Regions from separate parts of the Sus scrofa genome. Here region 1 is linked to region 2. A link is a contact called in public HiChIP or PLAC-seq data. All regions are on one chromosome and are shown on one strand. Each heading gives the region's core, a stretch centred on a gene start, on an enhancer-like site or on the middle of the called end of the contact. The rest is flanking DNA. Distances are from core to core; before and after follow the strand shown. Region 1 overlaps SLC1A3 (solute carrier family 1 member 3). Region 2 holds the start of SLC1A3 (solute carrier family 1 member 3).

Evidence for each region. HiChIP or PLAC-seq counts read pairs in DNA pulled down with a chosen protein or histone mark.
Region 1: an H3K27ac HiChIP or PLAC-seq map of skeletal muscle shows a contact between it and region 2. The contact joins the enhancer-like site here to the promoter of SLC1A3 in region 2. A contact is called at or near these places in 5 of 47 Hi-C or Micro-C datasets (embryonic fibroblasts, heart right ventricle, psoas muscle and 1 more) and 2 of 2 datasets of contacts at active chromatin or transcription factors (alveolar macrophages and skeletal muscle).

What each region holds. Positions count from the first base shown.
Region 1 is chr16:21,922,015-21,924,852 of Sscrofa11.1, forward strand. The region is part of intron 3 of SLC1A3 (solute carrier family 1 member 3); the gene reads left to right. Among named protein-coding and RNA genes, the nearest start is that of SLC1A3, 50 kb to the left of the region's middle. Within about 2 kb of position 1,382, at least 13 of the 83 cell types and tissues checked have an H3K27ac peak or open chromatin away from gene starts, as enhancers often do. A contact at or near this core is called in alveolar macrophages, embryonic fibroblasts and skeletal muscle, where this site is marked.
Region 2 is chr16:21,872,141-21,875,064 of Sscrofa11.1, forward strand. It overlaps SLC1A3 (solute carrier family 1 member 3), which reads left to right and starts at 1,551. Exons shown (of 8, transcript NM_001289946.1): 1 at 1,551-1,677.

The sequences.
Region 1 (2,838 bases), core at 132-2,631, 50 kb after region 2:
TTTCAAAATTTGGGATATTTTCATGTCTCATAATTAAAAAAAACCTTCCACTGCCTTCGATGTGTTCCAGTGGTCACAGAAATACCTAACCTCTGACTCCACACGTAGCCCTCTCAAGGTCTCCTAACCTATTTATTGGATCTGACGACACCGCTACTAAATCCTTGGCTCTCAGAGTCCAGTCTGGTAACATGCACAGGCAGCTCTGATTTGGCACTAAAATTGCTCCTTCTTCCCAAATGTGCTTTTCCAGTTGTCCCTACAGCAAAGTCAAGCATTGCCAGAGCTCCAGCTTCTAGGTTATGGCCCCACCTCCACCCTAGACCCTGGCCCCCCAGACCCCAGACCCCCTAACCCAGGGCTCTTCTTTTTTCTTCTGCCATACACACCTTCCTTCTCTCCAGGTCCCCGGAACATGGAGCCCGCAGCACTGCTCTGTGGGCAGGTGAGCCTAGAGGGCCAGCACTGGGTGGTATTTCTTCTGTGGCTCTGGGCCTGGCACGCAGTAAGTGCTCAATACATTTCTTTCAAATGAGCCAAGAATGGTTCGCTAAGAAAGAAGGAAAAAGTCATGTTTTCTTCTTCTTCTTTTTTTTTTTTTTTTTTTTTTTTGCTTTCTAGCGCCACATCCACGGCATATGGAATTTTCCAGGCTAGGGGTCAAATCAAGCTACAGCTGCTGGCCTACACCACAGCCAGAGACATGCAGGATCCAAGCCGGATCCTTAATCCACTCAGCAAGGCCAGGGATCAAACCTGCATCCTCATGGATGCTAGTTGGGTTCGATACCGCTGAGCCACCATGGGAACTCCCTCACGTTTTCTTCTTAATCTGCTTTAATGTCAGAATCTTCCTCGGGAGGAGATCCTTAGGCCTCTCCAAGGGCTGTTCTGGAGCATAGATTAAACTGTGTGTGCGTCCAGAAAAATCCACGGTGGCATCGGATAAGCCCGTGGAAATGTCCTCCTGCTTCCGAACGCTCAGCAGTAGGTTAAGGGGCACTTGAGTATCTTGCGTTTTGATTCCCCAGGGATGGCGATCCCACATCCCACCCACCTTCTTTACAGAGTTGATCTCCCTGCTAGAAACAGTGTACATCTCTACTCATCTGGAAGTTAGTCCCCAGGCATTTCAAGAGGCATTTTCCTGTGCTGTGGCCTCCATAAGGCTGTCAATACACTGCTCAGCAAGCTTGGGCTGCACCACTTCTTTTATTTCTCCCGTCAAACCTCGTCTAGCTCTGTGTTTTCACTGGATACGCGGTAAATGGTCCTGACAGCATCTGCCATATGTTTTCATGCTTCATTCCCTTCCTTGTCCTCATTGCTTCTGTGCTCTGAGTCATACACAGTGGCTATTGTCTAGTGGAGGTTGTTGATTCATTCAGCCTTGGCGCCTCCAGGCAGTGATGCTCGGTGCTGAAGAAGGAAGTCACAGAGCTGTGACACAGGGACTTGGGACCGAGGTCCTTCCTCCACAGAGAGAGGAGATACTTAATTCTGAAAAGGTGAAGAGGGGCCATGTAGTGGCAGGTATAGGACTCTATACACACACATACCCACATACACATATATATACCATTTATTTGTGATAAGAACCTGTTTGATTCTTTGGAATACACTCTTTGGAGCTATCAGACTAGTTTTTTGGTTTTGTTTGTTTGTTTGTTTGTTTTGTCTTTTTGCCATTTCTTGGGCCGTTCCTGCGGCATATGGAGGTTCCCAGGCTAGGGGTTGAATCGGAGCTGTAGCCACCGGCCTACGCCAGAGCCACAGCAACGCAGGATCCGAGCCGCGTCTGCAACCTACACCACAGCTCGTGGCAACGCCAGATCTTTAACCCACTGAGCAAGGGCAGGGACTGAACCTGCAACCTCATGGTTCCTAGTCAGATTCGTTAACCACTGCACCATGACGGGAACTCGAGTTTTCTTGTTTTTGTTTTTTTTAATTTTTTTTATTATAATCACTTTACGATGTTCTGTCAATTTCTACTGTACGGCAAAGAAACCCAGTTATACATATATATTCTTTTTCTCACATTATCCTCCATCATGTTCCCTCATAAGTGATTGGATATAGTTCCCTGTGCTATATACAGCAGGACCTCATTGCTTATCTACTCCAATGCAGTAGTTTGCATCTAATAACCCCAAACTCCCAGTCCATCCCATTCCCTCCCCTCACCCCCTTGGCAACCACAGTCTGTTCTCCATGTCCATGAGTTTGTTTTCTGTAGATAAGTTCATTTGTGCCTTATATTAACTGTTCTCTTTTTTTTTTTTTTTTTTTTGTCTTTTTTGCTATTTCTTGGGCCGCTCCTGCAGCATATGGAGGTTCCCAGGCTAGGGGTCTAATCGGAGCTATAGCTGCCAGCCTACACCAGAGCCACAGCAACACGCGATCCGAGCCGCGTCTGCGACCTACACCACAGCTCACGGCAACGCCGGATCGTTAACCCACTGAGCAAGGGCAGGGACCGAACCTGCAACCTCATGGTTCCTAGTCAGATTCGTTAACCACTGCGCCACGACGGGAACTCCTGTTCTTTAATTTAAAAAAAAATTTTTTTTTGGTCTTTTTAGGGCCAGTATATGAAAATTCCCAGTCTAGGAGTCAAATAGGAGCTATAGCTGCCAGCCTACACCACAGTCACAGGAACACCAGATCCGAGCGACACAGGATCCTTAAAGCACTGAGCAAGGCCAGGAATCGAACCCATGTCCTCGTGATTACTAATCGGATTTGTTATTGTCGAGCCACAATGGGAACTCCCCATTTTTGTCTCATATTAGATTCCAGATATAGGTGATATCACATGGCATTGGTCTTTCTCTT
Region 2 (2,924 bases), core at 301-2,800:
TGTTTTGTTGAGTACCCTTACAGTCTGCCATTCATTTATAGGTGTTATGTAATGTTTATTATGTATCAGGTATAAGATTCCCTTCTTGCCCTCAAAGAACTTACAATTTAGCTGCGAGGTCAAAATTTAACACAAAAAAAGACAGGCGCAGTAGGAGACAGTGTAATTAAGTGTTAAACAACGTGATACAGATGCTAAGTGATCTAGGAGAGCAGAGGAAGAGGAAGATTGCTGAGTTTGGGGACCGTCAAGAGTATACATTTTCAGTAATCTCTTAAAATGGTGCAATTTTAAAAGTTGTTACAATCCCTGCTAATTTATAACTTTAGCATTTACATGATTCACCCAGTTGCTTTCCAACCAGTAGCTGTTCCAAAGAATATATACATGCAAGAGTTGAAGCTTGGCAGGAGACATATCTTTAGAATCTCCCAGGATTTGCTAATGAAGGGAAAAGACATACTTTCTTGTTGGAAAACAGACCCAAGAATTAAGCAGATTTGGCATGGAGAATATGAGATTTACTAAACAGGAATATAGAACTCTGGTTGTAATTTTCGGTATGGGTTTTTGTTTCTATTAAACATTTTTCTTCATGCTAAATAAATTCTAAGTTTTGGAGTTGAGTCAGGCTCAACAGTTTTTGTTTTGTTTTTCATTTAAAAAAATCTATTTTCACAATCTACTTTCCTTCTTAAAAGAGGTGGACTAGAGTGCAAGTTATATTCTCAAGGCAAAGAGAATTTTCTAATTCCTAAAAATGACAGGGCAGGGGGAGGAGTATGAGGGACCTTTAACCTTTAAAACGGAGGCATCTTTCGGCACAGTAACTTATCTTTTCAAATGACGAAACTTCAAGCGTGCATTTACACTCTTGGTCTTAAAATGTTTTTTACTTTAGTAGTTTAGCAAAGATCCTGGTCTCTTTATGTTTCTTATTTTTTAAAATCTTTGCAACGCAGACAGTTTGAGCTAAATTAGGCTTGTTATAATAGAGTTTAAACTGCTAAAATAGAGGCATGTCTCATCTTGTGTTTTGAGTAAGTTTAGGCAAGTTTAGAGAATTGTAGCTAAGTATTATTTTTCTCCATTCTTGATTGCGTTCCGGGTCTTCCCAAGTAATGTCAGTTATTTCCCCAATTCTAAAAAGAGGGACTCTTTCATAACAGTTGTACAACCAGGCAAAAGAGCACACACTCGTGTTTCCTTAAGGGGAGGAAAGCTGCAATAATGTGAGATAATTAAATTTAGCCCTAGAAAAATCTTTGAAACGTTCTAATCAAGACTTCAAGCTTTCTGGAGTGTGTGTGCGCGCTTTATTCTCCCATTCTTCCTGGTCTTGGTTTTGCATTTCTAATGAAAGTGAACTGACAAAGCGGGAAAGTGGTCTAAGAAGCAAAACAAAGCCAGCAAGCATGCTTCTGGTGCGCCAAGATTAATCAATATTCCAGAAACCTCGGGTTTCCCCCCTCCTGCTCCGTGGTGTTTTCATTTTTCCCCACTCCCCCTTTCCCGGGCACAGACTCCGCCCCTTTTCTTAAGTTGCCCTCATAGTAATTTGCAGTTTCAGAGCACATGCACGCCTTGCTCGCTGCGTTTTGTTGCTCCGCTGTACCTGCTGGGAATTCACCTTGTCATTGCCTGGGGTATCTTCCACCCGCCACAAAATCAGAAAAGGTAGGTCTGACGTCCTGTATTCCTGCTCAGCTTAATTTCTCACTCTTTTTCTCTGCCCGTGTATTTCGTTTCCCAAGCCGAGAAGTAGCGAGAGTAAAAGCTAGCCATTTTGGTAGATAAAGTTCACGTTAGTAATTTAATGCAATGAGCGTGTGGTGTCTATTTACGCCGTGTCCTCTCTTAATTTGGAGTTGAGTCATTCAGGGTGGATTGGGGGCAGCCTGTGGTTCGAGCTCTAGACAAGAGCCAGGGCTGAACTGGTCTGTTTAAAAGTGACTGGTGAAGGGAATCAGAGAGTCGTAGGGGAAACAAAATCTGGTCTCGCGTCTCCTCTTCTTCACGTCTCCCCAAACTTCTAATCTGCTGTGAAGTCTTAAGCAAGTTGGGGGTCTTATTGTCACTGCCCCCCAACCTGCAATTTTATTTATAAGTCAAAACTGTTAAAGCAAGTCCTTTTTTCCGCACTTGGGTTTGCCGAAGGCTTCCAAGGAAGCTCTTGCTTTCTAGTTACCTCCCCCACGGACGCACACGCTGGCTGTTCGCGTTGCCAGATACACACGTCCACAGGCACCACTGACTTTTCCTTGGATTTATCTATCATGGGAAAGATTATGGATTAGAAATCTTGTAAAACAGCAGGAGGAATCCCTTGATCTTTCCCAACAGCTGATTTCTACCTAGGAGAGATTTACTTAGATATATTCGAATAACCTCGGAGCACTTTAAAGAAACTAGAAACCATATGCTGCAAAGTTTGGAATGAAAATGAGATTCATCTCCTCATCTGTTTTAGAAATTCTAAATTTTCACATCCTGGGAAGTCAGTGATAGTTTCCTCAGACGACACCAGCATGTGTGCCACAAGACAAATGCCACTTTGTACTTCTAGTTGTGACAAAAATGAAAAGGGATTATGATTTCTGATAGCTTATAAATATGCCCAGTGGTAGTTTGCTTATTTCATGAAAAACATTTCATAGTTACCATGTGAAAGAGTCAAATGTCTTTTGCAGCTCCCATGGGTATCTGTGTTCTTTTTCATAAGCACAGCTACTAGTTGATATTATCATGGGTTTTTTTTTCCCTTCATGAAGAAAATACTTTATTTTACATAACAGAAACCGCTGACTGTGAAATCTCAATATCTGAGTTCATTTTATTGACCTGGATATGACTTCACCATGTATACATCATAAGCCATTAAGTAGCTATTGAGCGTTTCCTGGGCATTCGGTTGGACATTAATT